Linked DNA regions of Oryctolagus cuniculus: region 1 is linked to region 2. The links are chromatin contacts, called in public Micro-C maps. All regions are on one chromosome and are shown on one strand. The core of a region is the stretch at or near the end of the contact, and the rest is flanking DNA. Distances in the headings are between cores, read along the strand shown.

What was found. Hi-C and Micro-C count contacts between places; a contact is called where the count stands out from the background.
Region 1: a Micro-C map of ear pinna shows a contact between it and region 2, with 4 times the contacts expected there. The contact joins the enhancer-like site here to the promoter of ZBTB16 in region 2. A contact is called at or near these places in 3 of 6 Hi-C or Micro-C datasets (ear pinna, psoas muscle and an unstated tissue).

What each region holds. Positions count from the first base shown.
Region 1 is chr1:106,067,856-106,071,234 of mOryCun1.1, reverse strand. All of the region lies in intron 3 of ZBTB16 (zinc finger and BTB domain containing 16), which reads right to left. Among named protein-coding and RNA genes, the nearest start is that of ZBTB16, 120 kb to the right of the region's middle. Within about 2 kb of position 1,839, at least 5 of the 8 cell types and tissues checked have an H3K27ac peak or open chromatin away from gene starts, as enhancers often do. A contact at or near this core is called in ear pinna, where this site is marked.
Region 2 is chr1:105,951,320-105,954,514 of mOryCun1.1, reverse strand. It overlaps ZBTB16 (zinc finger and BTB domain containing 16), which reads right to left and starts at 1,775. Exons shown (of 7, transcript XM_002708425.5): 1 at 1,448-1,775.

The sequences.
Region 1 (3,379 bases), core at 590-3,089, 120 kb before region 2:
CTCAGGCAGGTTCTTGGTGCTGAAGTGGCCTGGGAAGGGGGTGGTGACCATGGAGGGCACTGCCAAGCTGTCCCCTAGGGGGTGGCAGAGTCCTTATTCTACAAACTCTGGGCTCTCTACTGCCTCTCTTTGAAACATTCAAGGACACAGCCTCTGGCTGGAGCTCAGGCCAGTCTCAGGGAGAAGAAAGCCAAGGTTAGGAAGGGGGCTGTCTCTGCCTCTACAGCAGGACCTCCAGCCTGGCCGGCCACACACTCACTCTGGCAGCAAGCAAACAGCCCCACCCGGCCACGCATCCAGTGGCCTTCCTGTCCCCAGGCAGACCCCGCAAGGCTAGAGAGCACCCCAGACTGGCTGGCAGTGATCTGCTGGGAGACTCCTTCATCCCTACCCCAGGCACTGAGCTCATCTGAGAGTCAGTGTTCCCAGCTGTTAAAGAGACAGGCAGAGGAGCCTGTGCTGTGGCATGGAATGGTAAGCCTCCGGCTACAGTGTCAGCATCCCATACAGGCACCGGTTCAAGTCCTGGCTGCTTCATTTCTGATTTGGCTCCCTGCTAATGCACCCTGGAAAGCAGTGGAAGATGGCCCAAGTGCTTGGGCCCTTGCACCCACGTGGGAGACCTGGAAGAAGCTCCTGGCTCTGATCGGCCCAGCCCTGGCCTTTGCAGTCATTCAGGGAGTGAACCAACAAACAGAAGATATCTGTTTCTCTCCTTCTATCCCCTTTCAAATAAATGAACTAAACCTTGGAGGTGGGGTGCGCAGATAGACAGACATCCCGTGCCTGCCAGTCCCCCAGGGCCCTGTAGAAGAGGGCTCAAGGATGCTCGAGGGATGGCTGACAGTCGGGGTTTTCCTGACTCCTAGTTTGCTCTCATTTCCCCCTAACTTCCTGACTCTTCCAGGAGGTTAGACAGGGGCTAAAGGAAGATGGTTGAGAGCAGGTTATAATTTGGTGACAAGACGACACGGACACTATAAATCCACTGGACGCTGAGGCTGCGCTGAGTCTGCCAGCCCCGGGGCAGCGTTCACTCTGTGCTAAAGCTCACTCCGACTTGCGTGCAGGAATCAAAGGAGGAAGCAGACAGGAAAGCACAAACACAGAAAGCTTTCTCTAAATGCCAGGATCCCAGCCACAACAGAGCTGAAATGCAGCAGAGGCTGGGGACAGCTCCCCTCAGCTACCCCACACACACACCCCAGCCTCAGCTACCCCCACCACACACACACACACACCAGCCTCAGCTACCCCCACCACACACACACACACACACACACCCCAGCCTCAGCTACCCCACCACACACACACACACACACACACCAGCCTCAGCTACCCCACCACACACACACACCCCAGCCTCAGCTACCCCACCATCACCACCACACACACACCCCAGCCACCACCTCTGGACTCTCTCCTTGCCCTAACCAGAAACGGGGTCAGAGGATCCTGCACATTGAGGAAGGGGTCAATGACGCTGAAGGCATCTGAGGAGTGGGGTCTCTTCCAGGATACCAGGCAGAAGCCAATGAGAGACAGACAGAAGCCCTCAAAGCCCTCCCTCTCCCAAGCCTCTCCCCGCCTCGTTCTGCGATAATAAGGAAAACACAGAAAGCAAAGGAAGCACTGGAAAAACACGCCACGTTTGCCAGCATCCAATGTGGAGTGGTGTGTCCTTTTTTTTTTTTTTAATTCCTTGAGATTTTAAAATAAACATCTTGACTGTTCTGATGAGATATGCATGCCTGCTTACATAAGGAAGTACAGAGTGTACCCAACAGCAGACCCAAAAAAAGCCCAAGCTGTCAGAACAATGAGTACAGACGCAGAGCACTTTACAGCAGGCCACAGTGTACAGTTTTATTTACAGTACCTCTTATCAGACGGAGAACAGTACACTGGCTGCCCATTCCAAAGGCCAGCACTGCGTGTTCTTTCCCTCCAGGGGATCTGTGCCCTGGGGAGGAGCTGCAGGCACGCTTGCTCCCCAGCTCTTGCACGCTCGCTCGCTTGCACGCTCCTTCTCCTTTATCAACAGAGTGAAAGCCCCAGCACCGGGGTTTCTTTCAGAGGCAAAAGGGGAAGCAGGTGGGCCATGCCGGCTGCCTGGAAAACCACCAGCCCTATCAGCCGGCGCAGGTTGTAGCTGTGGTGGACGATGCCGTGGGGGAAGGCCTCCTGGACTGAGCAACAGAGAGAGGGGAGACGCCTGGGGTTGACGGCGGCTGGTTTTCAGATCTCTGGAAGTCAGCCTCTCACCGGTGACCTGGGCAACAGCTGACAGCTTGTGTTTGGCTTCACAGCCCTTTTGGAGGAGACAAGTCCTCGGAAGACACCAAGGGGAAATGCTGAAGCACCTGCTTGCCTACCCAATAAACAGCAGGCTCCCAGCAGGCTCCATTGCACTGGGGTCCTGAGCTCCCACTCTCACCGAAAGAACACAAGTCCACCTCCTCAGCCAAGGAGGCTTGCAAAGCTCCCTCCTTACCACTTAGAGCGCCACCAGGTAATCCACAGGCTGAGCCACAGGCACGGCCAGTACATGCACACAACCACGCAGCATAGCAGCTGGGGCCGTGCCTGCTGCAGTCAAACTCAGAGGCAAGCCAGCTCCACCATTTCCAGGGGCCACCTAGGCCAGCAAAGTATCTTTTCTGGGTTTGTTTTGTCCGAGCTCAGGTTATCTACATTACAAAGTTGGGTGAGTGATGATTCATTGAAATACTAAGAAGGTACTTCAAAAAAAACTCAAAAAACTCAAAAAAAAACAGCGAAATAGAATTAAAAGCTTATTTTTGTGCTAAAAAGGTGAAATCCATGCATCTGAGAGGTCTCCAAACTTTGCATATTACAGGAAAACTATCCATGGATTTCAAAAAAATTTTTGCACCAAAACAAATGTATCTTTTAATACAAGATGTTCCCATGAACTTTTGAAGTCCTGGCATACAGTAACTGTCTCACCACCGTCTCATCATGACAGCTATTATTTTATCCCCAGCGTCACTGTATGAGACACACATAAACATCAAATGCATGCAATAGATGTATCACAACATTGAAAATATCCTTACCACTCCTGCTCAGACAAAGCAGAAAAGAAGGGAAAGAGACGTGCCCTGTGACCAAGCCTCCATTCAGCAGGCTTCCTCTCACAGCGGAAGACAAAGGCAGAAGGTACTAACCACCATGCACCCCAAACCAACAATGTACAAGCAAAGTCAGGGTCGGGTCACTCTTCCTGGAAGAAGATCAAGAAAACAACAAGCATCACCCCCCAACTCGGCTCCCCTCATTGTTCACAGCCACATTCTCATGGCATTGTTTCTTCCCTCTGCCCACGCAGAAGGTAACCAAGGAGCGCAAACTGATG
Region 2 (3,195 bases), core at 526-3,025:
GAAAACAGGAGGAGGCAACCGAAGAGAATGGAAGTGCCCCTTTCCTCCAAACCAACCCTGTAGCTCCAGAGGGAGACCACGGTGCCCTGGGTCAGTCGTCCCCCCGCCTGACCCGCCGCTCGGCGCCCTCGATGCGGCCGGCGCAGGCTGCGGCTCCACTCCCGCGGCTCGGGGGAAAGCCAGCACTCAGCCGCCCGAGCTGCGGGCACCGAGCACGCGCGCACACGCCCCGAGCTCCCAGAGACCCCCGCCGAGACTTGGAGACGAGTTCGGCAAACTTGGGGAAGCAACTTTTCCTGGGGAGTCAGCCGCCTGAAAGGAAAGAAGCCGAGCTAGGGAGAGGGAAAACGAAAGAGAGCAGGCGAAAGGCGACGAGTCCGGCGGGCTGGGAGACGGACCCGGCCCGCCGCGAAGGGGCAGCACAAAAGCCCTGCAGCGACTCGTGCGAGAAGGGGAGATAAGGGGATCTCCGGGCTCCCCCGGCTCCGACCCAGGGCCGTGACCCCCGGGGAGCAATGAGCAAGGTTCCCGGTTTCGGGCCAGCGGCAGCAGCCGCCGGGCGTGCCGGGCCCGGGGACGTGGCGAGCGACCCGGGGAGGCGGCGAGCTAGCCGGTGCGGAGCGCGTCTGTGCGTTTCAGTGGGTCGCAGGCCGGCAGGATCTGCGCGTTTAGGGCGCGTGCGGGAGTGCGCCAGGGGCTGCGAGAGCCGGCCGCTGGCGCGCCGTGGTGGCAAAGGCATCCCGCACGCATCAGGTGCAGAGCCGGGGCGCCCACCGAGCGCGGCCGGGAGCGCACGGCGAGCTCCGGCGCCACGGCCAATCCTGCCGAGAGCCGAGGAGGGCCCGGAGCACTGGCGCCCCTCGGAGCTTCTCTCCCTCTCCACCCTACCCCCCCCAAAAAATGGGGGATCAAGTCCAATCAAGAAAGAAGGGCCCACTAGGATTTTTCAAAGAGAAAACAAAATCCAAACGTGTCCCAATCCTGCTCGCCTCGGCCCCAGATCCACTCGCCAGCCCCTCTCAGTCTAGCTTCCCAGCCGGCCGGCAAATAAACAAATAAATAAGCCACAAGCCTCGCTCACGCCCGCGCAGCCGTCCGCATACATATGAGCCCCCACCGGCCCCTGGCTGTATAAAGCCTCGCGATCCCCGACCCTATGCTCGCGCCCCAGCTCCCCGCCTCTCACCCGGACCGTGCCCTGCGGAGGAAAGGCTGGGGAGGCAGCTGCGCCCAAGCTGACAGCCGGGGCTCCCCTCTTGGAGCTGACCCCAACCGGTGGCGGCGGCGGCTGCAGCGCAGGAAAGGAACACGCGGGATGAAATAAGGTCCAAGCGCAGCGGCCGAGTGGCCCGAGCGGACGCGCCACCCCCCCGACCTCTCCGGCCCCGGGGCGCCCGGGCGCGCGGCGCTGGCTGGGCGGTGCGCCCCTCCCCGGGCCCCCACTCACCGCTGCCGAGCCGGGCGCCGTGGGGTGGGCGTGCGGGCCTGCCGGGGGGTGTGTGCCTGCGTCGGGGAGGGGTGTTGCTGGAGGAACTGTTGCTCTCGGGTTCACGGCGGCAGCGGCGGCATCGCCCGGCAGTTCGCAGTACCCGCTCTCATCGCCCTCAACTCCTGTGTGCTGTGAGGTTAGCAAATCACCACCGGCTGCGGCGCCTCCGCCGCGTCTCACGTCAACGCCGAGCCCCCTCCCCTGCGAGGCCCCGGCGCCTCTCCATCTTTAGTGCTGGCGGCCGAGCCCGGCTCCCTGCCCACAGCTGCCCCCTCCTCCCCCTCCCGCGCTGTCCCCGGGCTCAGCCCGCCCACCCCCCGCGCCGGCCCAGCCCGTGCGCGCTCCCCGCCCCACCCGCTCTGCCTGCGCGGCGCTCGGCGCCCCGGGCTTCGCCTGACACCTAGCTGCTGCTGGGGCGCCGCGGCCGCCGCGCTCCGGCCCAGCCGGGAGCACGCCAGGGCCGGTGATGGGGAGGCCGGGCGGGGGCTCGCAACGCTCCGTGCGGGCCCTGGGGGGCCAGGGGCAGCTCCCACCTCACTCGCAGCTTTTTCATTGCCACTGGGCGCGGATTTGTTTCTCCCACTCCGGCGCTCCAAGCGCGGGGTTTTGTGCTGGGCTCCAGCGTTTGCCCCCTAGCCTTTCACTTTTTCTCCCGCTTTGCGCCCGCCTCTCAGGACCCCTGTTTGCCAAAGTGCCCAGCCCACGCCCAAGCGCCTTCAGCCCCTCGGACCCCGCGCGCCGCCGGGCATGAGCATCTGGGGGCAAGAAGTCTCGGGGCGCAGAGCCAGCGGGTTCTACTGAACTAGGTGCCAGGGGTTCCCGAGGATGTGCTGTCCATGGGGGCGCCCCGTTTTGGCAGCCGCGGTCACTGGAGGCTGAGGTCGAGACCGGAGAGAAACTTTTTCTTCTTCGGCTCAGTCCCTCTACCCCCTAGACGGACTGCTCAGCGCAGTCTTCGGGGCCGGTGGCAGCTTGGAAACGCTCGAGACCGCCCTGCAGGGCGTCCTCCTCCCGGGCTCCCTAGCCCCCCCCCCCCCCATTACCCCTCCGCACGCACTCCGGAGGGCAGAGTTCGCACCGCTAACCCCCGGGAGCAGCCACCGTAGGAAACCGGCCTTCCCCGAGCTGCGGAAAGCTCCCTTCCCCCTCTTTTTTATGGAGCCAGCCGGAGGCGCGGGGCAAAAGGTGGGAAGCGCTCTTCCCAGCGCCGTGCAGGCCTCCGGCTGGAGTCCAGACGCTAGGAGGATGGGGGCGGCAAGAGCGCCATCCAGGGGTCTCAGTGCAGTCAGTCCGCGACGTCAGGCGGCTTTAGCAGCGCCAGGCGTCAGTCACTGAATCTGAGTGTTCCCTCCTTGCCTGGCGGGTGGGCCAAAGGTTTTCCGCAGAACTAGCGTGGAATCCCTGGCACTGGGCCGGCCCTAGAACTGTGATGTGATGGAAGGTAGCAGAAGCCGGACAGAGACAAAAAGGGGAAGACCTGGGGGCAGAGTTTGCATATTGGAACTGATCCGAACTCACAGAGCTGCCAATGGACAGGGCATTCATTCCACTCCTGCAAGCCTGGCTCCGGTCTCCTACTTGTAGGGAAAATGCCCCCACCAGCAGGAGTCTGAGACTGGAAGTACAGGAAAGGGACAGCCAGGTACGCCACACCGGCAAACTCACAGGGAGGGGAGAGTCAGCCCCAGGTGACTCATTTCACCATG